Linked DNA regions of Zea mays: regions 1 and 3 are each linked to region 2. The links are chromatin contacts, called in public Hi-C maps. All regions are on one chromosome and are shown on one strand. The core of a region is the stretch at or near the end of the contact, and the rest is flanking DNA. Distances in the headings are between cores, read along the strand shown. Region 1 holds the start of LOC100194347. Region 2 holds the start of LOC100284805 (10-deacetylbaccatin III 10-O-acetyltransferase). Region 3 holds the start of LOC100233231.

Region 1 (3,538 bases), core at 378-2,877, 170 kb before region 2:
AGGAAAAGGACAGAGCGAATCAATTATCTCAATACTCAATAACAGAAAAGGAACAAGCAGAAAATTATAAATGCAGAAGAATGGTGGTGTGAGGAACCTCAGGCGATATAGCTCGATGGGCAAGATGAGCATTGTTATGAAGAAAATCCAACGTCTCTGCAACTTGTAGCAGCCCATGTTTAATCTCAAGTAGCCCCATTTCCTGAAACACAAGAAAGAAATTAGCAAACTGCTGAATTAAAAATATGATCATGCTTTGGCTGTCCAAACTATTGCTATGACTAAGGCACCACTCAATACACAGAAATGCAAGGAACAAAGAATCTACAGGCATCAATCACCACTTATATGGCCTGAAAAGTTCCAAATCCACAGGATACCTGATTGTAAACTAAAAGTTTTACAGTAGAAAATCGCAAGAATCTCACAGTCAAACCTCATGTTTGAATACAATTCCGATTATCTGAAATCCTACCAAACGCCAGTGGCAGGGACAGTGTAAGATGTGAGGTCAGATAATCTTGGAGGGTTTTTACAAATCAGTGGTGTATAACTTAGGAAGTAAAATAACTATGTATTGTAAACTCTTAGAGAAACATACAAATTTTGATACATTGGTATGACAAGGATGCCATTTTTTAAGGAAGGTTTGTTGCAAAATGTTAGAAGTACAAAAAAAAAAAATACACTCATTATGCAGCTTTTCTGGATGTGACACTGCCAAATGCTGCATTAGAAACATAAATGATACCTTCTCAGATCATGCCTCTGTAATTCTATGACATTTGCTAATCAATAATGGCATGAACAGCTAAAACCAGAAACAATAGCGAGTTTTCCACTCCCATACCAACCCTAATCGCCTTAACTTGCTAGCCAGTTTTGAATGCAGCAGCAACAAGTAACAAGTAGGAAAACACGACAAAACTTTCCTTTAATCAGTCTTGTAACCTTCCTAGCAGTAAATAAATTGCCAAAGGTCGATGACACACAGAGTTAAACAAAAACACGATCAGTCGTACCATGCCCTTGACCTCCTTGGGCACCTTGCCAACATTGTCAAGGCACCCGAGCGCGTTAGCTACGGAGGCGAAGACGGGCTCAGTGGCCATGGCCATGGCGGCCTTGGTCTCGTCGAGCGCCTGCACGACGTGCAGCACGCCCGGGTGGCGCAGGCGCACGAGCCGCGCCGCGTCGGCGCGGACGAGGTCGAGGAACGCGTCCTCGGCCGCCTTCGACATCCCCGCCCGCGCCCGCGCCTCAGCGAGGGCGCGCTTGTCCAGCACCCAGACGGAGACGACGGGGTAGGGCGCCGAGGGGGCGCCATCCCGCGGTCGCGCCGTGTAGATCCGCCACGCGAGCCCCGGCCCGCCGGACCCGGCCTGATCCAGCAGCTCGTAGTCCTGCAACGGGCGCGGGCCCGTCACCTCTTGCACCGTCGTGGACACCGTCTTCTCTATCACAGCCGACGCCTTCGCCAGCGCCTGCGTCAGGGTCTTCATGTTGAGCGCCATCGCCCCCCACCGCCGCCGCTGCCGCGGCCTCCGGCGAGATCTCCTGGGAGGCCCCGGCCGCGGTGGTGGATTTCCTCTTGGAAGGGGTCGTCTGATCGGTCGGTGGCAGGCGTGTTGGTTTATAATTATGTTTTGTTTTTTATTTAAACGTTTTTTTCGGGGAGAAGCAGCTCATGCCACTGCCATGTGAGACCGCGGACGAGGGGATGTATGGAGGATGATGCTTCTTCGCGAAGGGGACGAGAAGGGGATTGCGAAATATGGGCCGTTGGTTCGACGTGGTTTTGGCCAGGATGAACGACTGGGATGCGGCATTTGGTAGGCGTGGCGAGGTTGGTCAATGACAGCGAACAGAGTGTAAGAACATCTCCAATAATTTATCGAACAGTTGCCTTAAATTGAAATGTGGAGCCCTTTAAAGCAAAAACTACTTCAACAGTGTCTTATTTTATAAAATTTGGTCCAAAAAATTATAGAGCACATTCTCGAGTGTCTCAAATATACTACATAGTGAGTTGTCCTGTAATCTAGATTTGAGTCTTTAAAATGTTTTGCTGATACCCTAAATTCTATAAAATATAATAATTTTTAAATTATATGATATTTTTATAGGTCACGTTTTAGAGATGCTCTAAGAGCATCTTCCGAATTTTTTGTTTTTTAGCCCCTTTCGTGACAAAAATTTACGTTTGGACCCCCAGAAATTTTATTTGCACGTTTGGACCCGATGCTCGGCGCCATAGGTTGTGGCGCCGAGGTAACACAGCTCGGCGCCACAGCCTATGGCGCCAAGCTGTGTGACGTGGCAGTCCGCGTAGCACCTAGCTCGGCGCCACAAATCCTGGCGCCGAGCTAGGAAATAACCGCAAACCACCTTTCTCTCTGCGCGTTTCTTCTCTGTTGAATTCACTTCAACCGCAAACCCGCTGCCGCCGTTCCCGAGTGGAAATCGCCGCCACCCGCCGTCGTAGCTCCGGCCAACCCGCTCGCCCGCCCAGCTCCGGCCAACCCGCCCTCTTGGCTTCCGGAGGGCCGCCGAGCTCGCCCGCCCGCCCAGCTCCGGCCAACCACGGCACCGGCGCTCGCCAACGGTCGACCACCTCGCCAGGACCGGCCGCCGCGCGCACGGGACCGGCGCTCGCCACCGCGCCTGCTCGCCAACGGTCGGCCACCGCGCCTGCTCGCCCGCTCCGGCCCCGGCAGCTCCCGCCCCCACTGCCGCCCGATTTTTTTTAATTTCTTAGTTAGTAAACTGTTAGCTATTGTTAGTGTTTAGTAATTAGTTAGCTATCCACTTATTTATTGTTTAGTAAATAGTTAGATATTTTGTTGTTAGTGTTTATTAAAATAGTTAGCTAGTTTCTTGCTTAGTATATTGTTAGTGTTTAGTAAATTCTTAGTGATTATATAGTTAGCATTTTGTTTAGCGCATTGATATTACATGTTTTCTGTGTTGGCAACCATCGTGTTGTCGTTTATTCGCAGGTTCTATAAACATCACTTTATAGGGGAGGTGCTGCCAAATTTTTTATTGACAATAGGTTTTTTTGTACGTAGGTGTTCGTCCGACTTGACCTTCTCCACCGTTAGCTGGACTCGTACGCGATCTCAGGTATATATTGTTTTCGTACATTATTTATATATTATGTAATTTCGTTTGATGTGTTCATTTAATATTTACTATATAGTTATTAGTTAATATATATTTATTACTTAGTAAGTTAGTAGGCTTAAGTATATAGCCATTATTGAGTTAGTAATCCATTTTTGTAATAGATGGACAGCCTAGTAACACTATACCATGGAGGAAGGGTGGAGATAGATGCTTATGGGAATGTTACTTTTGCGGGCGTTTTTATAGGAATTCGTAGCTCGGCGCCAAGATCTGTGGCGCCGAGCTACGAGGCCGCGCCGCCACCACGTCAGTGCCAGGTCAGCCCTAGGCGTAAGCAGCCGTTGCTGCCACGTCACAGCTCGGCGCCATAGGCTGTGGCGCCGAGCTGTGTTACCTCGGCGCCACAACC
Region 2 (3,326 bases), core at 634-3,133:
AGGGGGGCTTTCATTGTGCTAACCGAGGTTTGAGCCCTGGTTGTTACAAACACCTAAAGGTCTTACCACCCAGCTATGTACATGATCTTATTCCTTGCGACGGTGTCTGGATGTAGGCGTCGTCGAGTTGATTTGGTAGTTTGCGGCTCGTCTAGGAAAGTCGGAGCTGCTCGTTCCTTGTGTTTGAGCTTGGCAACGATGACTCTAGATGTGTCTGTGTGTGGGAGGTTGCCGTTGTCTAGGTGATTTGTTAGGGCCTTCGCCAGTTTTTCTACCGTGCGCTCTGTGTAGGTTTTGGGCCTAATTTTCCTTTAAACTGGATCAATTCCATTCTTTTTAATTGAGAGGCAGAGCTCCTACCACTACGTTAAAAAAAGATAAATAGGACTTGGCCCATAAACTCCAACAGAAACGTACAAAGTAAATGTCATGTTGGTCAGTACATTATTTGATCAGGTCATTGTCTTAAAATATAAGGTCGCACATCCTCAGTTTGAGCGCTTAGTACTTACTCCTCTCTTCACCACCCAGTGCGTATTTGTATCTGCTACATGACCTCTGCGATGACTATTAGCGAATTACATTTTATTTAGTTGATTAACCCGCTGCTATTTCCTGCGTTCAGGTTACAAAGTTCACATGTGGTGGGTTTTCTGTGGGCATTTGCTTCAGTCACTTGGTGTTCGACGGGCAGGGTGCTGCGCAATTTCTGAAAGCAGTTGGTGAGATGGCTAGGGGCCTCCCTGAGCCATCGATCAAGCCAATCTGGGCTCGTGATGCCATCCCCAACCCACCTAAGCCACCCCTAGGCCCGCCACCGTCATTCACCGCATTCAACTTCGAGAAATCAGTCGTCGAGATCGCTCTGGACAGCATCAAGCGCGTGAAGGATCAAGTTGCAAGCGAAACCAACCAGAAGTGTTCCACTTTCGACGTGGTCACCGCCATGATCTTCAAATGTCGCGCCTTGGCAGTCGACTTCGCACCTGACGCTGAGGTTCGCCTGGGCTTTGCAGCCAGCACTCGCCACCTGCTGAGCAATGTGCTGCCCTCCGTCGATGGCTACTACGGGAACTGTGTGTACCCAGGTGGTCTCACCAAGACCAGCCAGGAGGTGAAGGAAGCTTCACTGGTGGAGATCGTGACCGCGATCAGGGAGGCCAAGGAGGCTCTGTCGTCGAGGTTCCTCGACTGGTTGAGCGGCGGCGCCAAGGAGAACCACTACAACGTGTCGCTGGACTACGGCACCCTCGTCGTGACCGACTGGAGCCACGTGGGTTTCAACGACGTTGACTACGGGTTCGGTGAGCCAAGCTACGTGTTCACCCTGAACGACGACGTGAACATCGTTCCCTCCGTTGTGTACCTGAAGCCTCCCAAGCCGAAGCAGGGCATCAGGCTGGTGCTGCAGTGCGTGGAAGGGCGGCACTCTGCCGTGTTCAGCGAGGAGCTGCAGAAGCACGCATAGAGCGAGTGTATTCCATCCCACAGTGGAGATTGTTGTATTTTGTTGTGTCGAATTGCTGCCCCCGGAATTTGCTTGCAATAAGATAGGGTTGGCACGTGTTTATACTCTGTACTGTTATCTCAGCACGTTACATTATACATGTATTGAGTGAGTATTGACAGTGGTGAAAGAATAATAGTGTTCCATTTGAAACAAATTATTTCAGACTTGTTGGCCTGATGTAGGTTCATGAGGTCTCGGCTCTTGAGTCGAGTTTTAATTGTGTCTATACAAAGCCAGGCTCCAGATGAACATCGATTGAATGGGTACTGTTTGACGATTGATCAGCAGTAGGACGAAGCTTCTTGGGCGACCAATCTCTGAACTAACCTATAAAGAAACAGGCGTGACCAAAAAAAGCATTTAGCTTGAGCAGGGTGCCACATTTGTGAGCTGCAAAGTTCAGAAACAACCGATCATGCCATGTGAGCCACAAAGCCACCACCATCACCAACCAAACCCACTTGCCTTGTGTTTCAGATCAGATTCGCCTAACAGACCCCGACGACTTCCAAACTCCAATCCAGCGTTGAGCTCGACAGCTCGTGCCAAACTAGGCCGCAGCTGGAAATACCCTCCGCTCCACTTACCTGCTGCTGGTGAGCACCGCAAGCACCAACTCGCGCCCACCGCTCCGCTACACCAGCCGACGCCATCATGTCTACCGTCGCCGCCGCCCCCACCGTCGTGAAATCGGCTCCGGAGCTCGTCGCGCCAGTGGGGCCAACACCCGGCGGCACCCTCCCACTGTCCTCCATCGACAAGACCGCGGCGGTGCGCGTGTCGGTGGATTTCATCCAGGTTTTTCCCCCGGCCGTAGGAGCAGGCGGGGACAAAGACGCCGCCGTGGCCGCGATGCGCGACGGCTTCGCGAAGGCGCTGGTGCCGTACTACCCGGTGGCCGGCCGCATCGCGGACGCCAGCCCCGGGGAGCCCGTGGTGGAGTGCACCGGGCAGGGCGTCTGGTTCGTGGAGGCCGCTGCGAGCTGCGCGCTCGCCGACGTCAACTACCTCGAGCGCCCTCTGCTCATCCCCAAGGAGGAGCTCCTCCCGCGACCTCCCCCCGAGGAGAAGCTCGAGGACCTCGTCCTCATGGCACAGGTTCGATCGCTCACCTCCAGATCCCCTTGTCTGATCCGACAGCTAGCAAGATCTCATACGCTCGATAGCCGGATCCGGGTAGAGAACGTCTTTGGGTGCTGAGAATTTGCGCTCTACAGGTGACCAAGTTCGCCTGCGGCGGGTTCGCGGTCGGGATCTGCTTCAGCCACCTGGTGTTCGACGGGCAGGGCGCGGCGCAGTTCCTCAAGGCGGCCGGCGAGATGGCGCGGGGGCTGCCGGCGCCGTCGGTTGCGCCGGTCTGGGACCGCGACGCGATCCCGGACCCGCCTAAGCTGCCGCGCGGCCCCCCGCCGTCGTTCACGGCGTTCAGCTTCGTGACCCAGGTGGTCGAGATCTCGCCGGAGAGCATCGCGCGCATCAAGGACGACTTCAAGGACGCGACGGGGCAGACCTGCTCCACCTTCGACGCTGTCACGGCGGTGGTGTTCAAGTGCCGCGCGCTGGCGATGGCGCTCCCCGACGACGCCGAGGTCCGGCTCGGCTTCGCCGCCAGCACGCGGCACCTCCTCCACGGCGTGCTGCCGTCGGTGGACGGCTACTACGGCAATTGCGTGTACCCCGTGGGCATCACCCGGACCAGCAAGGCGATCCGTGAGGCGTCGCTTCCGGAGGTGGTCGGCGTGATGCGGGAGGCCAAGGAGGCGCTCACCACGCGGTTCACGGACTGGATGCGCGGCGGCGCCAAGGACGACCACTA
Region 3 (3,300 bases), core at 644-3,143, 140 kb after region 2:
GGTCACATGGCATGACATATGACGACACTAGACACACATACGTGGCTAAGAGGGGAGGTTCCTGGATTGGGGATGATCGACGAGGACGTCGGTCTTCTAAAGGGGGTGGATTGTGATATCCTGGCCCCTGGGATGGTGATTCCTGGCCCAAGGCTTAATAGAATTAACAGTGTAATCATATCAACAAGGTGCATCTTCTTTTTTGGAAGACTATCTCGAAAGAACCTCCAAGTTAAGCGTGCTTGGCTTGGAGCAATTTGAGTTGGGTGACCGTCCGGGAAGTTTTCTCGGGTGCGTATGAGTGGGGACAAAGTGCGCACAAAAGACTTGTGTTGGTCTATGAGGATGTTATATGATCTTAGAGAGCTGTCAGGAGTAAGTACCGCCGGTCCAGGGATTGAACGGAGTGTTACAAGAGAAACACGAGATAGGATTAGCGGCGGGGCGTGTTTTCGTGCTCCTCGCGGCGTTTTAACTCGTGTGGCTAAGTAAATCGGGGACGCCAGGCTTCCATTTCGTGAAACGAGGAAGCGGGGAAATTTCACCTCCTCTGCCGGTCTCTCTTTGCACGGTTGTTATTCCTATTTGGCTATATGAGGATTTGGCATCGTTTTCGTATTTGAGGAGTGCCCTTTTCATATTGGTTGACGCCCACCAACAGCTCCCACCGCTCGAGTCCTCGACATAAAAATGGTTGTTCAACGAATGTTGACAACAACACCATTGGTTAATAATGGAAAGTTCGACACCCAATCATAGCCTAATCAATTGCTCACCCCATGTCTATGTTATAAGTCGTTTAGAACAACGACACAATATTCAAAATATAGACTTCACACTTTTTATAAATTTTTCAAAAAAGAAATCTTAGTTTATTTATACTTTTGTAAAATTATTTTAAAGACAAATTGGTGCAAATGGCTCCTAGAGTTGAAAACTAAATAACAAAATAGTTATTTGCGTTAAAAGTTTTATAAATTTAACTTAAATTTTGTTCAAAACGATGTAGCCTTACAACATTTCAGAGCTTACGATAAGAAACAAAGATTTAGATTTTTTTGCACCTCGTTATCCTAATAAGTTTTACTTAAATAGTCCTAGCTCGTTTTAGTTATACTAAAAGCAACATGTAAACAAAGCTTCCAAACGTCCGTGTGATATGCAAGTATAAATAATTGAAAATTAACATGTGCCTGATTGAATGCCGTCGTATTGCACGGGCATCGTACTAGTATATATATTAGTATAAATATGAGTGTTCGTCGACCTACGTTTCTATCTGACTCTGAATTCTCTAGTATTCTTGGAGTCTGTTTGGTTGGGCTGTGGCTGTGAAAAAAGTTGCTGTGGGCTGTGAGCTGTGGAAAAAGCTGCTGTAGGCTGTAAACTGTTAAACAGCTAAAAACCGTTTGGTGGAAACCAATAAAAGTCGTCAAAAATTCTTCGATATATGTTTTCACAGTTTCATCCGAAAAGCCACTAAAAGCAGGTCCAGGGGTGCTTTCAGATTTGCACTACGAGAAAGTCGGCTTTTAAAAAAAGCTGCTTCTTAGATCCAGCCCTTTGGTTGGCTTTTGGCTTTTAGAGGGCAAAAGCCAAAGCCAAAAGTCAAACCAAACACACCCTTGGTACTTCGGCGTAGTGATGATTCTTTTATAGGTGAAATTTATTATCAAATTTATTAGCAGCGTAAATAATCTCCCCACGGTCTGCCTTCGTGGTCTTTTACGACTTCACGGAACGTTTCTGAGTTGTATACACGCCAAAGCAACTTCCAATCTCCAAAGGATAGTCTTCCTCCGAACCCGGGGGGCAAACTAGAAAATAAAAACTAGAAACGAAGTGTAGCGCCGCTCGCCTTGCCGGCGGAGGGAAGACGGAAGACGAGAGGTATGGCGGGTGCCGGTGCGATGGGCTTCCCACGGGAGCTGATGGTTCAGCGTATACAGAGCTTAGTGGAGGAGGGGTTCTGGGACGCGCTCCGCCGCCACAAGCTCGACGTCCTCGGCACCGACGACTCCCCCATCCCAATCACCGGTCCGCTCGCCCACAACCCCCTCTCCTCGCTGTTTGTTGGTAGAATTCGCGATTTATGGCAGGGAATGAAAGCTGATCCCATACATTTCCGCGCCCCGCTTACGTAATTCCGTAGAGCCCAACCCGCCTCAGTTGCTTGCCGGTCACGAACTCACGATCCAAGTTTGTTTGGTTGTTGAGTGGGTTCGCCAGAGCATGATTGCTAATTACTCTTTGCGCTCTGCTGTGTATACTCTTAAAATGATTTTTTTACTCGAAAGATGAACTGTTGAGATTCATCTGAAGAAATTCCCAACACAGAATTTCAGTTTTTGTGTTTTTCTTTAATTTTATAGACAGTGAGCTAGACTAGAGATCTATGGATGAGCTAGACAGTTTCTTTTGAAATATCAGGTTATTATACTCCGCGCCAGCGTCGCCCGATGGCAAGCTTCTTCAACCTACGGTCCGGATCATTGGTGCCACCATCTCACAGTTCTGTTGGCGACAGGAACAATTGCCCAGTTCCAGGGACCCTCATAAACACTAATAACATGAGGGGATTTGAAAACCTAGATAGAGAACAACTTCTGAAAGCAGAAGCAAAGAAGGTATGGTTGCCATGGATTTTGCTATTTTTTACACATTTCCTTTTACTTGTCTGGTTCTGATTTGTATGTGGGCCCAGATCTTGCATGACATTGTGTCTGGTAAAGTAGAAGAGGATCCTTCTGTTCTACTTAGATTCCTTGTGACATCATTTGCTGATTTGAAGAATTGGAAGGTCTATTACAATGTTGCATTCCCCTCATTGGTTTTCAACTCAAGAATCACCTTGCTCAGCCTGCAACCTGCCTCAAAAGTGCTCACCAAAGAAGAGGTCATGTTCATGTGCACCTAGTATTCAACAACACTAGTTCCCTTGTTTGATTTACTCAGTTGGTTCTGAAATCTGTTGATTTGTTCCTGCAGGCAGCATCCATGTATACATCATTGCAAAAGTGGCGTACTTCTAGTGAAACAACAGGTTTGAGAACCATGCTTAACAGCAAGTGCATATGGTTGACACATTAGTTTGTTCTGTTGATCTGATTTTCTAATTCATTGTTGCAATGGATTAACATCTCTGCAGTTATTCCATTCTTTCTGGTTAGTATATCCTCAGATTCCTCTGCCTCTATAAGACAACTTAAGGAATGGAAAGCTTGCCAGGGGAACTATCAAAAGGTATGTTTGTGCCATCCATTTGGTCATCTAGACTAGCTGAAGTTTGATAAATCGTTT

What was found. A called contact is a pair of places that touch in the nucleus more often than the background predicts.
Region 1: a contact with region 2 is called in a Hi-C map of endosperm, with 2.4 times the contacts expected there. The contact joins the promoter of LOC100194347 here to the promoter of LOC100284805 in region 2. A contact is called at or near these places in 5 of 25 Hi-C or Micro-C datasets (ear, endosperm, leaf and 1 more).
Region 3: a contact with region 2 is called in a Hi-C map of leaf, with 6 times the contacts expected there. The contact joins the promoter of LOC100233231 here to the promoter of LOC100284805 in region 2. A contact is called at or near these places in 10 of 25 Hi-C or Micro-C datasets (bundle sheath, ear, endosperm and 3 more).

Annotation. Positions count from the first base shown.
Region 1 is chr8:147,226,914-147,230,451 of Zm-B73-REFERENCE-NAM-5.0, reverse strand. It overlaps LOC100194347, which reads right to left and starts at 1,627. Exons shown (of 14, transcript NM_001359459.1): 1 at 1,023-1,627; 2 at 98-202. The coding sequence starts at 1,514.
Region 2 is chr8:147,059,183-147,062,508 of Zm-B73-REFERENCE-NAM-5.0, reverse strand. It overlaps LOC100284805 (10-deacetylbaccatin III 10-O-acetyltransferase), which reads left to right and starts at 1,883. Exons shown (of 2, transcript NM_001157700.2): 1 at 1,883-2,608; 2 at 2,728-3,326. The coding sequence starts at 2,165. It overlaps LOC100284134 (3-N-debenzoyl-2-deoxytaxol N-benzoyltransferase), which reads left to right. Exons shown (of 2, transcript NM_001157031.1): 2 at 626-1,637. The coding sequence ends at 1,468.
Region 3 is chr8:146,920,102-146,923,401 of Zm-B73-REFERENCE-NAM-5.0, reverse strand. It overlaps LOC100233231, which reads left to right and starts at 1,893. Exons shown (of 20, transcript NM_001143882.1): 1 at 1,893-2,037; 2 at 2,431-2,627; 3 at 2,705-2,896; 4 at 2,989-3,043; 5 at 3,149-3,243. The coding sequence starts at 1,893. It also overlaps the pseudogene LOC109941913.